Regions from separate parts of the Mus musculus genome. Here all the other regions are linked to region 2. Evidence: chromatin contacts called from public HiCAR-type and promoter capture Hi-C data. All regions are on one chromosome and are shown on one strand. The core of a region is the stretch at or near the end of the contact, and the rest is flanking DNA. Distances in the headings are between cores, read along the strand shown.

Region 1 (3,329 bases), core at 51-2,550, 2.9 Mb after region 2:
GGAAGGTAGGGTAAGGGTGGGCAAGTAGGTGGGCAGGCCGGGACAGGGCAGGAGCGCACCTGAGTTTGGTGTGGCAGTGTTTGCAACAGAAACAAGAGTTGTGGAAAATGAGCTTGTCTGCCACCAGCCGCTCCATCGGGTACACAGTCTTCTGGCAGGCTGCACAGGTCTCCTTCACCTGAGCCCGCAAGCTAAAGGACTGTGGAGTAGGAGCAGAGTACACTTAGCAAGAAGCCGGGTTAGCGCCGACCCTTTCCTCTGCCCACACCCACCCTTAGGACCCTACCTTAGACCGCTGTACCGTGCTGCTGCCACTGCTGCCTTTGGCTTCCTGGGGGAAGAGGAAGAGTCAGAGGGGTCAGCTCTCCGGTGGCCCAGCCCACATCCCAGGGGCACTCGAGGTGGCACAAGGTGCCAAGCAAACAAGCTGCTCTTGTCCCCTTGACTCCTCCCCACCTGGCTGGACACCTACATGAGAGGGGGTGGCCTGGGCGGCTCCGGCAGCTTGGAACATGGCTCTTCAGAGGTGCTTGGTGGCCCTGGAGGAGATGCCGAGCCAAGAGGGTTCTGCAAGGGGAAGTCAGTCAGTGGGGCCCCATGAGCCCTCCCCCACTCTGCAGGCTGGGGTGTTTTTAGGCAGGGGGTTGGGGGGCTGCGGTTGGGACTTTCCCTAAGTCATTTCCTGTTGCTCTGGGTCTTGCCACTTCCGCCCCTCACCCACCCCCAACAGCCTACCCGCCCCTCATACAGCCCCCAAGGGTTAGGGGGTCCCTGAGTGGAAACATATGTGGAGACAGAACAAAGTTAGCGAGAGTGGCCGGGGACAGGGGCTCCACGGTCTTTGCCTGTGGGAAGCACAGGCAGAGACCCCGCCTGGGATGAAGGGAGGTCAGCAGAGGTCTGGGCAGGGTACCGCCAGACCCGCGCGCCCCCTCACCGGGCTTAGACGTCCAGCCCCTAGACAGTGCTGGGCCCGACCTCCTGCCTGGCCAGGCTGCGCTGCCTCCCGCGCCCGCTCTTCGGGACCCCAGACCCCGAAACCCCACCCCACCACGAGCCGGCCCTACGGGACCGACGCGAGCCTCGGGATCCCCGCGAGCGCAACGCGCGAACCGCCAGGCGGCGTCGGCCCCGCAACGCTCCGCGCCCCTCCCCCCGGCCGCCGTGGGTCTCACCGGGCCCGGCCTGCGCCGCGGGGCGGGGGTCGGTCGCTGCGGGACCGCCTCGGGTGCAAGTGGCGCGGGCGCGAGCTGCCGCCGCTGCCAGTGGTCCCCGAGCGGCAGCCGCCGCCTCACCGCGGCGCCGCCCCCGCCGGCCCCCGCCCCGCGCCCGCCCATTGGCTCCGCGCGCCCGGGGCCGCCTCCGGGAGAAGCCGCCGCCGACCCCCCTCTGTGCTTTGTCTTTCCCTTGCTCGCCGTCCCCCCGCCTTTGTCTGCCCCCACATCGCTTTCACAGCCCGCGCTCTCCCGCCTCCCGGAGCCAACCTCCTCTGCCGCTCGTGGAGAAGGGACGACGGCGGGGACCGAATCGCAGATCTCGGGAGGAGACGAGTTCAGCCTGCGATCGACACGCAAGGCTCTTCCGGCGCGGACCTTCAGAAATGGCCTGGGCCTTTACTGCCTCGGTTTACCCGTTAGCCGTTGTGAACGCAGTCCCATTAGCTCCGCCCCCTTCTTGCGCTCTTAAGACCCAGTAGTTTGAGGCACCCCACTGTGGGGACTCGGGAGGCAGGTCCACTGGCAGCCACGGAGTCCTACAGAGGAAGATGGAGGCGGCTCGTAGTCCCTCCGTATACCCCGATGTTAGGCCAAGGGAGCCGGCGGTGGGCCCATGTCACTACTGAAGGGGTGTGACAGATCCGCTATCCGAGAACTGCAGCCTTGTGGTTTCCGAAATCACCAGCCCCCTTAAGCTCGACATCCTAAATGGTTTCTGTGACCAGATTTTGTGGGATTAGTAACCTCGGGCCTTGCCATGGCCCAGGTCAAGCCCCTATCTGAAAGGACCCACTTCCTTGCATCAAGCACACCTTGTTCCACCGAAGGGAGCAGAGAGCCATTTAGGCTGGAGTTGTTTAGAGAACAAAGTGCAACAAGAGCTGCTTTTGCCGCTCCGCCCCAGCCCACTGCACAGCAGGTTGAGGGGAAGGACTCTAGGCAGCAGCATCTAGGGCACAGACTTCTGCTGAGGGCTTTGCCTGAAGCCCAGCTGGAGACTGTCTTCACACAGCCCTCGGCGACATATTTCCACACCCCTGTAACAGGAATAAAACTGGTGGCTCTAGCGCAGGCCCACGCGTGTCAGGGAACAGAACAACTTACCGCCTCCTGCCTGGCAGGGGAACAGGGAGGCAGCAGGCAGCATCACCCATCCCCACCCGCGCCCCACTGTGGTGCTAATGCACCCACGCTGAGCTTCGCTTTTCTCCCTCAGCCTCAGGTCGATGTTTGCCTGCACTGAGGCTCAGCCTGGACTTCGTAATGGGTGTTCCTCCACAACTAGGGGTGACTCTTCCTAGGAAAAATTATCCACACCTATCATCAGATTCTCCAAGGGAGCTGTTTTGTACAAGAAGGGTGAAGCCCTTAGGGACACCAGGCAGCTGCTCCGGGGCACTGATTGGCAGCCCGCCCTGCTGGGACCATCTGTGGGCAGAGCTGGAGAAAGCTACCACAGTCAGCAGTTAGCTAGGAGGAGGAAGGATCGAAAGCAGCTAACTGTGGGCCCACGCCAGCGTTCTGAGTTCGAAGCCACCCAGGGCTACAAGTCATATCCTGGTACACACGGACACACACACAAAAAATTTTTTTAAGTATCTGAGAAAAAGTTGGGCAGGGGCTAGAAGCGCTGGAGTGTCACATGAGCTTCTGTCACATGCCATTTCAGGTCCCCTAGCCTACCTCCAGTAGGAAAATTTTTTTAAAGTTTCTTTAAATGTTCTGTAGTTGTTAGACAAGATCTCTAGCCCAGGCGGGACTCAAACCAGCTATGTAGCAAAGGGTGATGTTCAATCCCATCCTCTCGCCTCTACCCCCAAGTGCTAGGTTTATAAAGTACTCTGAGCCATGCCCAGTAGAGAGAGTCCTGAGGAGCTGGGGAGCAAAACATGGCGCTTGCCAGGCGGTGGTGGCACACGCCTTTAATCCCAACACTGGGGAGGCAGAGGCAGGCGGATTTCTGAGTTCGAAGCCAGCCTAGTCTACAGAGTGAGTTCCAGGACAGCCAGGGCTACACAGAGAAACCCTGTCTGGGGGGTGGGGGGGACACACGACATGGCACTTCACGTCTGCTGTGTGAGTACTCTGCCAACCAAGCTGGACTCCCAGCCT
Region 2 (2,968 bases), core at 451-2,950:
TTCTGGTATGTATTTCTGGGTATGTACAGCTGGGCACTTATTTCTAAAATTAAAGTCAGACATACTAACTATTATTATGAGCTGTTCTGAGAAATTTATCACACTCTTCCAAATAAATCAGGATGTCTTCTTTCTTTCTTTTTCCTCTCTGGTGCTCTGAGACAGGGCCTTGCTATGAAGCCCTGACAGGCTTCAAAGTCACAACAAATCCTCCTTGTCCCAGCCTCCCAGTGATGGATTACAGGTGTGTGCCACCATGCCTAGTTTTCAAGATGTCTTAAGGGCGTCTGAAAAACTCATAAAGCTGGCATCCATCCAAAGGAATTGCCTTTGACATCACTTTAAATACAAGAGGAAATACACACATACATCATAAGCAAGTCAAGAGTCTTCAAAGCATCCTCTCACATTAACAGCAAAAAGATCACCCCAACCCCCCCCCCTTTCTCTATCAAAGTTAGGTTATGCTGTTCTTATTCAGGGATCTGGAGAACTCACCCTCACTCATGGCTCTGAGGCCACAGACGAGGCATATCATCCCTCACACCTGGTTCAGGTACTTCGCTTACCAACTGGACAACAGTCTATGCATCTGACCACACCTACCACTAAATGGGAAAGTTACTAAGCAAAACCCTGCAGAACTGAAGTTAGGAAACAATCCTCTAATCTTTCAGAGAGACTATGTTTCTAGATACTCGCCAGTGTTCCGAAGTCCACTGGTCATGGTGCCACTCCTCGTTCAGTTCATTCTTTTAGCGCCCTTAATCCAGTCATTAGTGTTCATTGTCTCCAATTAACAACAACAACAACAACAACAACATGTCATTAAGACACTGATATTTGAAACTTTTCTCCACTCATCCACTTGACAGCCCATGCACACCCCTATCCATCCTTTAGGGCTGTCAGCCATCTTTTAATCTCAACTGGGGGGTGGGGAGTGGAGGGGGGGAGGTCTGAAGTTAATGAACATGATGAGGTTCCAAAGCAGGTGGGAATCTCTGCCTCAGACAAATGTTTCTTTTCACTTGGTGACAGGTGGCTGAAAGTTGCCAGAGCCGGGAAGAGCTTCCAGGACGGGACTAGTACATATAAACAGATTCCAAAAGTTCCGAGTAGAACACAGAATTAGAGAAGGGTAAGGACCATCGAGGAGGGAGGACAGCACCATCAGCGACTAGCATTGCTCTACTGAGTGCCCAGAGCAGTGATCCTCTCAGAACAAGTGATCCCAAGCAGTTCAAAGGGAAAGGCTGCTCATGTCACTGCTAGGGCAGTGGAGCGATCACCTTCTCTTGGGGGACACTTAGGAGCCAGGTCTGCCAGTAGGGCGGCTGAACTCGATGGCACGGATGTTGGGGAAAGGGAAGCAGACAGTACCCGCGCGCGTTCCGGGCAAGCGTGTGACCCGTGGGTGCGCGGCCTGGAGGTTCTAGGCGAGCACGGCGTTTCGAGCGTGGCGCTGATGGCGCTGAGCGTGCGAGCGGGTTAGACCGTAGTCACCCGGCCACCCCTCCCAGCCATCCCTCGTGGACAGCCCGGCTGCAACCCAGTCCCCGCCTGGGAGGCGCCCCTTCCCCGCCCGCTCCCTCGGCGTCCCGCTTTAGGACTCGGGGTTCTGCCCAGTCACCTACCGGCGGAGCGCCGTTGTCCTCAAACAAGCGAGTGTGGCGCTTCGCTGGCCAGCGATCGCTCCGGGCCCCTGCTGCCCCTCCTCGACCACGCCCCCGTGCCTATCCCCGCCCCGGGCCACGCCTCCCCCCGTGGCTGCGACTTTGCTAGCTTCCCGCCTCCTTTCTTTGGCCGCACCGCGACCCTTGATCCCACCCATTCCTATAAGTTAGCCAATAAAACGCCTTGATCCGGTCGGCCTGCCGGCCACTCCTCAGCAGCGATTGGCTAGCGAGGCCTCCCCAAAATGGGCACTGTTTCCGGCCAGGGTATCCAGCGCCGAAGGCTGGGTGGATGGGCGGTCTGTAGGCGAAGGAGGCCAGGGTGTTGGTTGAACTACACATGCGCTCTCGCCTTCTGGCAAATCTTACGGGCTGCATTCTTTTTGAGGTTACGGGAAGGAAGGGCGACTGTACGCATGCGTGGGCATTCCCGGCTTCGGCTTTGGTTACCTTGGAGACGGCGGGGCGCTCTCGCTCTGAGGTCTTGGGTTTCTCTGCTTTCTGCTTGAGGGCGAGGCTGCTTCGTGGGGGCCTGGTGGGGCCAGAAACATTTTTATGGAGCACGTAGAGTGAGCCCGGTTCTGTAAAGTGTGTGGAGATGAGGTTGCTCTGCCTACCCTCGAGAAGTGTGGGGAGCCAAAGGCCTATGTAGGACAGACCGGGTGTTGAAACGCTCTAAGGGAGTGTGCAGATGTGGTACAGTCTCCTTCCACCCCGAGAAGCTTCATGGTGTGTGTGCTGAGCACGGGATCCATTCTAAACTACAGAGTCAGGAAGACTTGGTCTTTGAAAACGTGCTCTCTACAGTGCCCTTTTTATGGGGCCGGGAAAGAGTGTAGGGAATTTATGGATTTTTTTTTTCTTTTCTAACTTTGCTAATGGGCTTCCTACTGTACCACAAGCTTCTGTTTACTGGTAATAAGAAATTACAAATATGTGTTTTTTAAAAAAATGTTTCCAGAATAAAAGATGCGCTGCGACCTTAGAGACTCTGCAAGGAATCCTAACTGCAGATGCAGGGACTGGTGGTATGGTGGGAGTGGCAGCCATATTCTTGGCTGGTTTGAGAAATAAGGAACGGCCTGTCTGGAAAGGTTTGAGCCAGGGCCAGACCACTGTCTGCTTGTGACCACTTTGCAGACCTAGCTTCTTTCTGGAGACAAGTTCAAGCCGACATCTGTTGTTGGACACCGAGAAAGGCCATTCATTTAGACAATGTGGAAACCCCACAACCTGGCCTGCATTCAGGAGGCTGAGGCAGGAGGATGACAAGTTTGAAGCTAGTCTGAGCT
Region 3 (2,994 bases), core at 479-2,978, 2.8 Mb before region 2:
GGCTGGAGAGATGGATCCGCAGTTAAGAGCACTGACTGCTCTTCCAGAGGGCTGGAGTTCAGTTCTTAGTTCCTACATCAGGCAATTCACGACTCTAAACTCCTGTGACCTCCAAGGGTATCTGTATGTCTATGTACCCCACTCACACACATACACTTTAAAATAATAAAAATAAACCCAATAAGAAAACCATATCTCCTTTACTGTAACAACTTTTAAAAAAGAATGATGGAAGAACAAAACCAAGTGAAACTAAGGAGCAAATCCAGAGTGTCTCGAATGGTTGATAAGCTTCCTCTGACCCAGACTCCCTCTGTTTTTGAGATAAGGTCTTCCTATCTATCCTTGTCTGGCTGAGACTTAATATGTAGAGCAGGTTGGCCTCGAACTCACAGAGATCTGCTGCCTCTGCCTTCTGAGTGCTGGGATTAAAGGTGTGCGCCACCAACACCCATGCAGCTTCCTTTTCCTTGCCTAAGTGACCTTGAACTCTTTCTGGAATCCAGGCAGCCTCTGAACTTGGGATCCTCCTGTCTCAGCCTCTGGGATTACAGGTCTCCCCACACTGTGTTTAAGGAACGGAGTTTCTTAAGATTTCAGTCCTGGACGCTGTGGTTCAACCCCAGAAGCATACCACAGCCATGTTTGAGCAAAGAAGGGAATGACCCACCTCTTTGCGACAATCCTCACTGATAATTTTGCTGTTATCCAGAATATCTGAAAAAAGAAAACACACACACACACAAGACTCCCTTTATTTGCTCCATAGCAGTTGTCATCTTGAGCCCTACAAGGAAAGCTAAAATGTGACTTACTGTGGGAAGAAGGGCATCGCTGTCCATTGTAAGCAAATCTGCTCAGGGTCATGTCAAAATCGGAAATCACCTAAGAGACAAAGGGCGGATGATGGTGGTTGACTAGGTTGACTGACTAGGTTGACTAGGTTGACTGACTAGGTTGACTAGGTTGACTAGGTACTGGTCTATCCTGGCCCTTGCCTCAGCCTGGGGTAGCGGAGGAAGTCTAACCAAGCTGCAGCAAAGCCTTTGCAAGGTTAGGGAGAGACAGAAGAAAGAAGGAAAAAAGTGACATCCTGTGTCAGGACACGAGTTAACCCTGAAGAAAACAAAGTCCCCCAAATGTGGGGGTGACTTTCTGTGGCATCTTTATACACTGGTTCTTTCTTAAGGTGCCTTCCGACCTTTGTGGATCTCCCTTATCTTCGACTGGGGGAGGGAGGGGGGCCTCCACCCACTTGCTTTCTAAAACCAAGCGGCAGGAAAAGGGTCACATCTGACTACTCTGAAAGTTGGCTACTGGGGGAGGTAGGCTCTTTCCCGAGGTGAACCAATCTGTTTGTCCATGACCACCCTAGGGCGCAGGCTCGCAGAGCGCGAACCCCAGTTGGCGGGAAGGCCGCAGGGCAGGCACCCTCCCGCCCTACCCCAAGCCCCGGTACCTGCAGGCGGTCTCCTCCGCCCCTGCGAAGGGCGCCCACAATTTCCTGCACCCGTCCGGGCTGCCGCATCAGGACCGTGGCCTTCATCAGGCTGCTTACCTGTCGTGAGACCCAAGAGACCCGCTGACCCGAGAGCCGCGATGGGCATCAGGACAGCTGGGTCTCTCCGCACCCGCGATCCCGCCACGCGGGACCGTCCCCGCCCGTGGCCTCACCTCCTCCGCCATCACGCCGCTGGCCTGGTGGGCGGCCCCGAAGACAGCGCCCGCCTTACAGCCACACTGCGCAGGCGTCGCCTCGCACTAGTCGCGTCGGTCTAGGAGCTGCAGGCCGTTTCCAGGCTGGCTCCGGATACTGGCAGGAGAAGCAAGAGTGGGGAGTGCGGGGGTGTGTGGGGGAAGATGGTCTACTGTGTGTGGGGGTGGGGGAACGTTGGGGGGCGAGGGGGGGGAGTACCAAGACGCTGGGGTCCTGTATGTGGGCTGGCTGTCATGAGGCTTTGGTGTGTATGGGCGCCTGTCACTCACTCTTTCTGGAACACAAATGCAATCTTTACTGGGGTTGGGGGTCACTGCTTAGTGAGAGAGTTCTTGCCTGCAGGTATGAGGCCCTGAATTTCATCCCCTGCATTGCAAAGAACAACCCACTAGGTATTCAAGTGCATTTTGGACAGGGGGTGTATCCAGGAGACACTTCCCTAACTGGCTCTTCATCAGCACCACAAGCAAAGTAAGGCAGTAAGGCATCTCAGGGGCTGGAAGACCCTGGCCAGCATGATATTTGATCAGCTCTGCTTCTGCCTCTGCACCCATGGGGAGCCCAGAGAGAGCTTTGGAAGGATGCTGCAGGGAGGTGGGGACCCAACCTGAAGATGCAACAAGCAGCAGACTCAGTAAAGGCTCAATTGTGTTGGTGGTCACAGTTCTGCCCTAGGTCTGAGGTCGAGGAAAGAGATGTGGGGTGGTCTACCTGTATGTTCTGGGGGGAGGGGGAGGAAAAGAAGGGGCAAGAAGGGGGTTCCAGAACCTGAGAGCACAATCCTGAGTGATCTCACTGCCCAGGATTCTGGAACTTGGGCTGCCTGATGGTCCCTATATGAAAGATGTAGTAGGGAAAAGGAGCGACAGCTGGCTAAAGGGGCCCCCCATAACCCTCCCCAACACCCCAGGAGAGCAGCCTCTCTCCCCTGGTCCCAAGGAGCCATGGAGATGGAGAGCACCGCTGCCTCCACCCGGTTCCACCAGCCTCACATGGAAAGAAAGATGAGTGCAATGACCTGTGAGATCTTCAACGAGCTCCGGCTTGAGGGCAAGCTCTGCGACGTGGTCATCAAAGTCAATGGCTTCGAGTTCAATGCCCACAAGAACATCCTCTGTAGCTGCAGCTCCTACTTTAGGTACACCGGAGGGGGGGGGGGAAGCTGAGCCGTGTCTCCCATCACTGAGGCTCTGTGTTTGTTTATAACTGGTTTGAGCTGTTCTCAAGTCTAAGCTTTGTAGGTTGACAGCATGCCATTGCAGCGTTAAAAAAAAAAG
Region 4 (3,246 bases), core at 36-2,535, 2.8 Mb after region 2:
CTTCTGGTGTGTCTGAAGACAGCTACAGTGTACTTATGTATAATAATAAAATAAATCTTTTAAAAAATAATATAAAATCTGTGTCCGTGCCCTTCCCCTCATCCTGCTTATTCAAGGCCATTGTAGAAGGAAACAGAAAGTAAAGAACTTGCCCAAGGTTGCACTACTAAATGGCAGAAACACACTTTGAATTCATCCAGCCTAACTTTAGAGAGCAAGACTTCAAACTGCCTTCACACTGACCTGCTTTTTTAAATGTGTTACGCTCTTGAGACTTAATTCACCCCCCCCCTAGAGAGCTCTTAAAGAGTTTCAAGCAGCTGCTACATTATTTTTTCTTTATTTTTCCATAGTGTCCTTTTTCTCTTGTTTTCTCTGCCAAGAGAACCGATGGTGGAAGGGGCTGGAGAAATAGCTCAGCAGTTAAGGATATTGGTTGCCCTTCCAGAGGACCCAGGTTCAATTTCGATTCTCCATGTGACAGCTCACAACCATCAGTTCCAGGCTATCTTGATGTCAACCTTGGCGGCGGTTTCTTTATCTGTAAAATAAATATCTGAGAACACCAGGCACACATGTAGCGCACAGACATACATGCAGTCAAAACAACCATACACATATATTAAAAATACTTAAACTAATTTTAAAACAACAGATGGAAAACGAAGATAGCAGTTTGACTCAAAGGCTGGCCCGATCTTTTGTCCAGTATGGGTTGGCAAAACAGGCAATGCCATCCTTGTTTACAGAAATGAAATCTAAATCAGAAAGTTTTAAATGACTGGGCAAATCGCTTCTCGTCGGCTGGTGGGGTAGTGGCTTATTTTGTTTGGTTGTTTTTTTTTTTTTTTTTTGTCGTTGTTTGTTTTAATTAAAGTTTTTGCTTTTTTTTTTTTTTTGAGACAAAGTCCTAAGGTTTCCTTCGCCTCTTAAGTGCTGGAATCACAGACATGGCCTGCCACGCCCAGCATTTAGTACTTTTTTGTTTATTGCTTCCTTTTTTTAAACAGGCAACCTTGGCGGCGGTTTCTTTATCTGTAAAATGAACCGACTGAACTACATATTTCTTTTTCAACCAAACAATTCTTATTCTGGACTTGCTCAGTTAGGAAGGAAAGTCAGTCACCTGAATCTCTCCGGGAAGGTGATCTGTCGTTTCCAAGCAACCGGGAGCAAAGAAGGGTTGCGTCACTCCTGGCAGGGGCGGGGTTGGAACGAGTACCGCGAGGCAGCGGAACCAACTTTGCAGAATCCGGGAACGTCTTTTTGCGGCGGACCGGGCAAAGGAAGTGTACTGCACCATTTAGGGTCCCCGCGCCCGGCTCCTTCGCGGTCACTCAAGGCAGTGCAGCGTCAGGAAGAGCCGAACCTCTGAGTTTCTGGAGAGCTGTAGCAGCGGTCTGAACGTCCAGACCGGGTTGTTCCGGGGCCGGACTAGACGGGCTGATTTTAGCTGCTCATCTTTGCACCGCGCAGCCCCTTGTCGAAGCAGATGATGTCTTGGGCTGCCGCCAGCCTGAGAATGACCGCTGTCCCGTGCTTTCGTGTGCGATGCCTCGGGTTCCGCGTGGGTCCTTGGGGCGCCTCCCAGCATGCAAACCCCGGCTGTGGTGCAGCGCCACACAGGACGCTGCATGTCAGCGCGACGGCCTCGGCGGGACACAATAAGTGGTCTAAAGTCCGGCACATCAAGGGCCCCAAGGACATGGAAAGGAGTCGAATCTTCTCTAAACTCACTCTCAGTATCCGCCTGGCGGTTAAAGGTGAGAACCTGGTAGTCCTCACTGCTGGTCACTGAAGCTCTTTAGGTGCCTAAGGCTTCATTTAGGACCGTCCCCCCAACCCCCAGTTGTCATAATTGTCCTACTCATAACCCTCAAAGCACTTACTTACACTGGATATACCTGTTTTCCTTTTCAAAGACCTTCAGAGACCCGCCCTTAGATAAAAATGACTTCATCTAAGGGTATAGTTAGAAGGTACTTCATAGAAATACGCCTTAAGAAAGTGTGGCAGCGCGGCCGGCTTGCCCGATTTCCGCGAGTTGGTTCTGTCGGTGCCGGTCGCGGGTTCCCGTGTCGTTCCGGTCTTTTTCCGCTCCCGAACCTTTGTTTTATTTTGCCGGGCGAGGTGGCGCATGCCTTTAATCCCAGCACTCAGGAGGCAGAGGCAGGCGGATTTCTGAGTTCGAGGCCAGCCTGGTCTACAAAGTGAGTTCCAGGACAGCCAGGGCTACACAGAGAAACCCTGTCTCGAAAAACAAAAAACAAAAAACAAACAAACAAAAACAAAAAACAAAAAAAGAAAGTGTGGCAGAAGCCGGAGGCCTCGAACCAGACCAATAATTCATGGCAATGGACATTTGCAAGTGAAGCTGTTTGGACAAAAGAATATCCAGTGTGACACTCCACAACACCGCAGCTTCTGCTTCTACATCAGGGATGGGTTTGGTTTGGTTTTGTTTAGGGGAGGGAGACTGCAAGCGTGGAGAGGATGGATCTGGAGGGATGACAGGATCAGTGTGAGATTGGGGTGCATGATGCGAAATTCACAAAGAATCGATTTAAAAAGTTAAAGATATTTATCAAATAAAATGACTGGAAGAGGGAAAAGGAAAAAATAAAGCATAAAGAGTCAAGTCAGGGCTTGGAGAGATGGCTGGGCGGTTAAAAGCACTTGCTGCTCTTGCAGAGGACCTGGGTTTGTTTCCCAGCACCCATGTGACATCTAACAACTACCTTAAACTTCAGTTCCAAGGTACCCAATGTTCTCTTCTGGCCTCCTCAGGCACTGCATGCATCATGCATGCAAGCACATGAGCAGGTCTTGTAAGGAAGAAAGAGAAAGAAAGTGCCTTTCTTGAAGGGACTAACCATGCGCTCTGCAGCTGCTTCTACTACCACTGAAGGTTGGGACAGGCATGCTGAGACAAGCCATTTCTCGCTTCCTTTTCCCTCATCAGAGCTCCTAAGACATTTCCTTGGAAAGTCAGTTTTGGAACCATGCGTCGCTTCAGTGATTCTCACTTCGGTGTCAGGCTGGTAGAAGTAGAGGGGGGAAAATCCTATGAAAAGTGTGGACCTGGAGTTAGGAAGATGTGAACGATGTATTGGCTAGGTTGATTCAATGCCCTTCAACCCGTGGCTTAACTACTGAATTTTAATTTTCTGTAAAGCAAGGACAATACCCACTTTGAGGTGGCTTGCGGCATGCAAAAGGCAATAAGCTAATGTTAATTTATCCCTA

Evidence for each region. Promoter capture Hi-C pulls out the DNA fragments that hold promoters and counts their contacts. HiCAR-type assays count read pairs that join an accessible place to other places. Capture Hi-C pulls out chosen DNA fragments and counts their contacts.
Region 1: a promoter capture Hi-C map of liver shows a contact between it and region 2, with 4 times the contacts expected there. The contact joins the promoter of Limd2 here to the promoter of Map3k14 in region 2. A contact is called at or near these places in 1 of 39 promoter capture datasets (liver) and 1 of 9 other capture datasets (liver).
Region 3: a contact with region 2 is called in a promoter capture Hi-C map of liver, with 5 times the contacts expected there. The contact joins the promoter of Nt5c3b here to the promoter of Map3k14 in region 2.
Region 4: a contact with region 2 is called in a HiCAR-type map of astrocytes, with 2.9 times the contacts expected there. The contact joins the promoter of Taco1os here to the promoter of Map3k14 in region 2. A contact is called at or near these places in 1 of 39 promoter capture datasets (pre-B cells), 1 of 484 Hi-C or Micro-C datasets (B cells) and 2 of 115 datasets of contacts at active chromatin or transcription factors (astrocytes and large pre-B cells).

The regions. Positions count from the first base shown.
Region 1 is chr11:106,158,876-106,162,204 of GRCm38.p6, forward strand. Limd2 (LIM domain containing 2) reads right to left here and starts at 1,301. Exons shown (of 5, transcript NM_172397.4): 1 at 1,176-1,301; 2 at 473-567; 3 at 287-331; 4 at 60-199. The coding sequence starts at 514. It overlaps Gm10840 (collagen alpha-1(I) chain), which reads left to right and starts at 513. Exons shown (of 2, transcript XM_030246469.1): 1 at 513-583; 2 at 885-2,284. The coding sequence starts at 513. The coding sequence ends at 1,686.
Region 2 is chr11:103,265,701-103,268,668 of GRCm38.p6, forward strand. It overlaps Map3k14 (mitogen-activated protein kinase kinase kinase 14), which reads right to left and starts at 1,701. Exons shown (of 16, transcript NM_016896.3): 1 at 1,638-1,701.
Region 3 is chr11:100,439,370-100,442,363 of GRCm38.p6, forward strand. It overlaps Nt5c3b (5'-nucleotidase, cytosolic IIIB), which reads right to left and starts at 1,729. Exons shown (of 9, transcript NM_001102650.2): 1 at 1,675-1,729; 2 at 1,460-1,558; 3 at 816-885; 4 at 671-717. The coding sequence starts at 1,686. It overlaps Klhl10 (kelch-like 10), which reads left to right and starts at 2,555. Exons shown (of 5, transcript NM_025727.3): 1 at 2,555-2,855. The coding sequence starts at 2,662.
Region 4 is chr11:106,064,756-106,068,001 of GRCm38.p6, forward strand. It overlaps Taco1os (a long non-coding RNA gene), which reads right to left and starts at 1,286. Exons shown (of 3, transcript XR_003949781.1): 1 at 1,127-1,286; 2 at 1-541. It overlaps Taco1 (translational activator of mitochondrially encoded cytochrome c oxidase I), which reads left to right and starts at 1,336. Exons shown (of 5, transcript NM_027346.2): 1 at 1,336-1,763. The coding sequence starts at 1,493.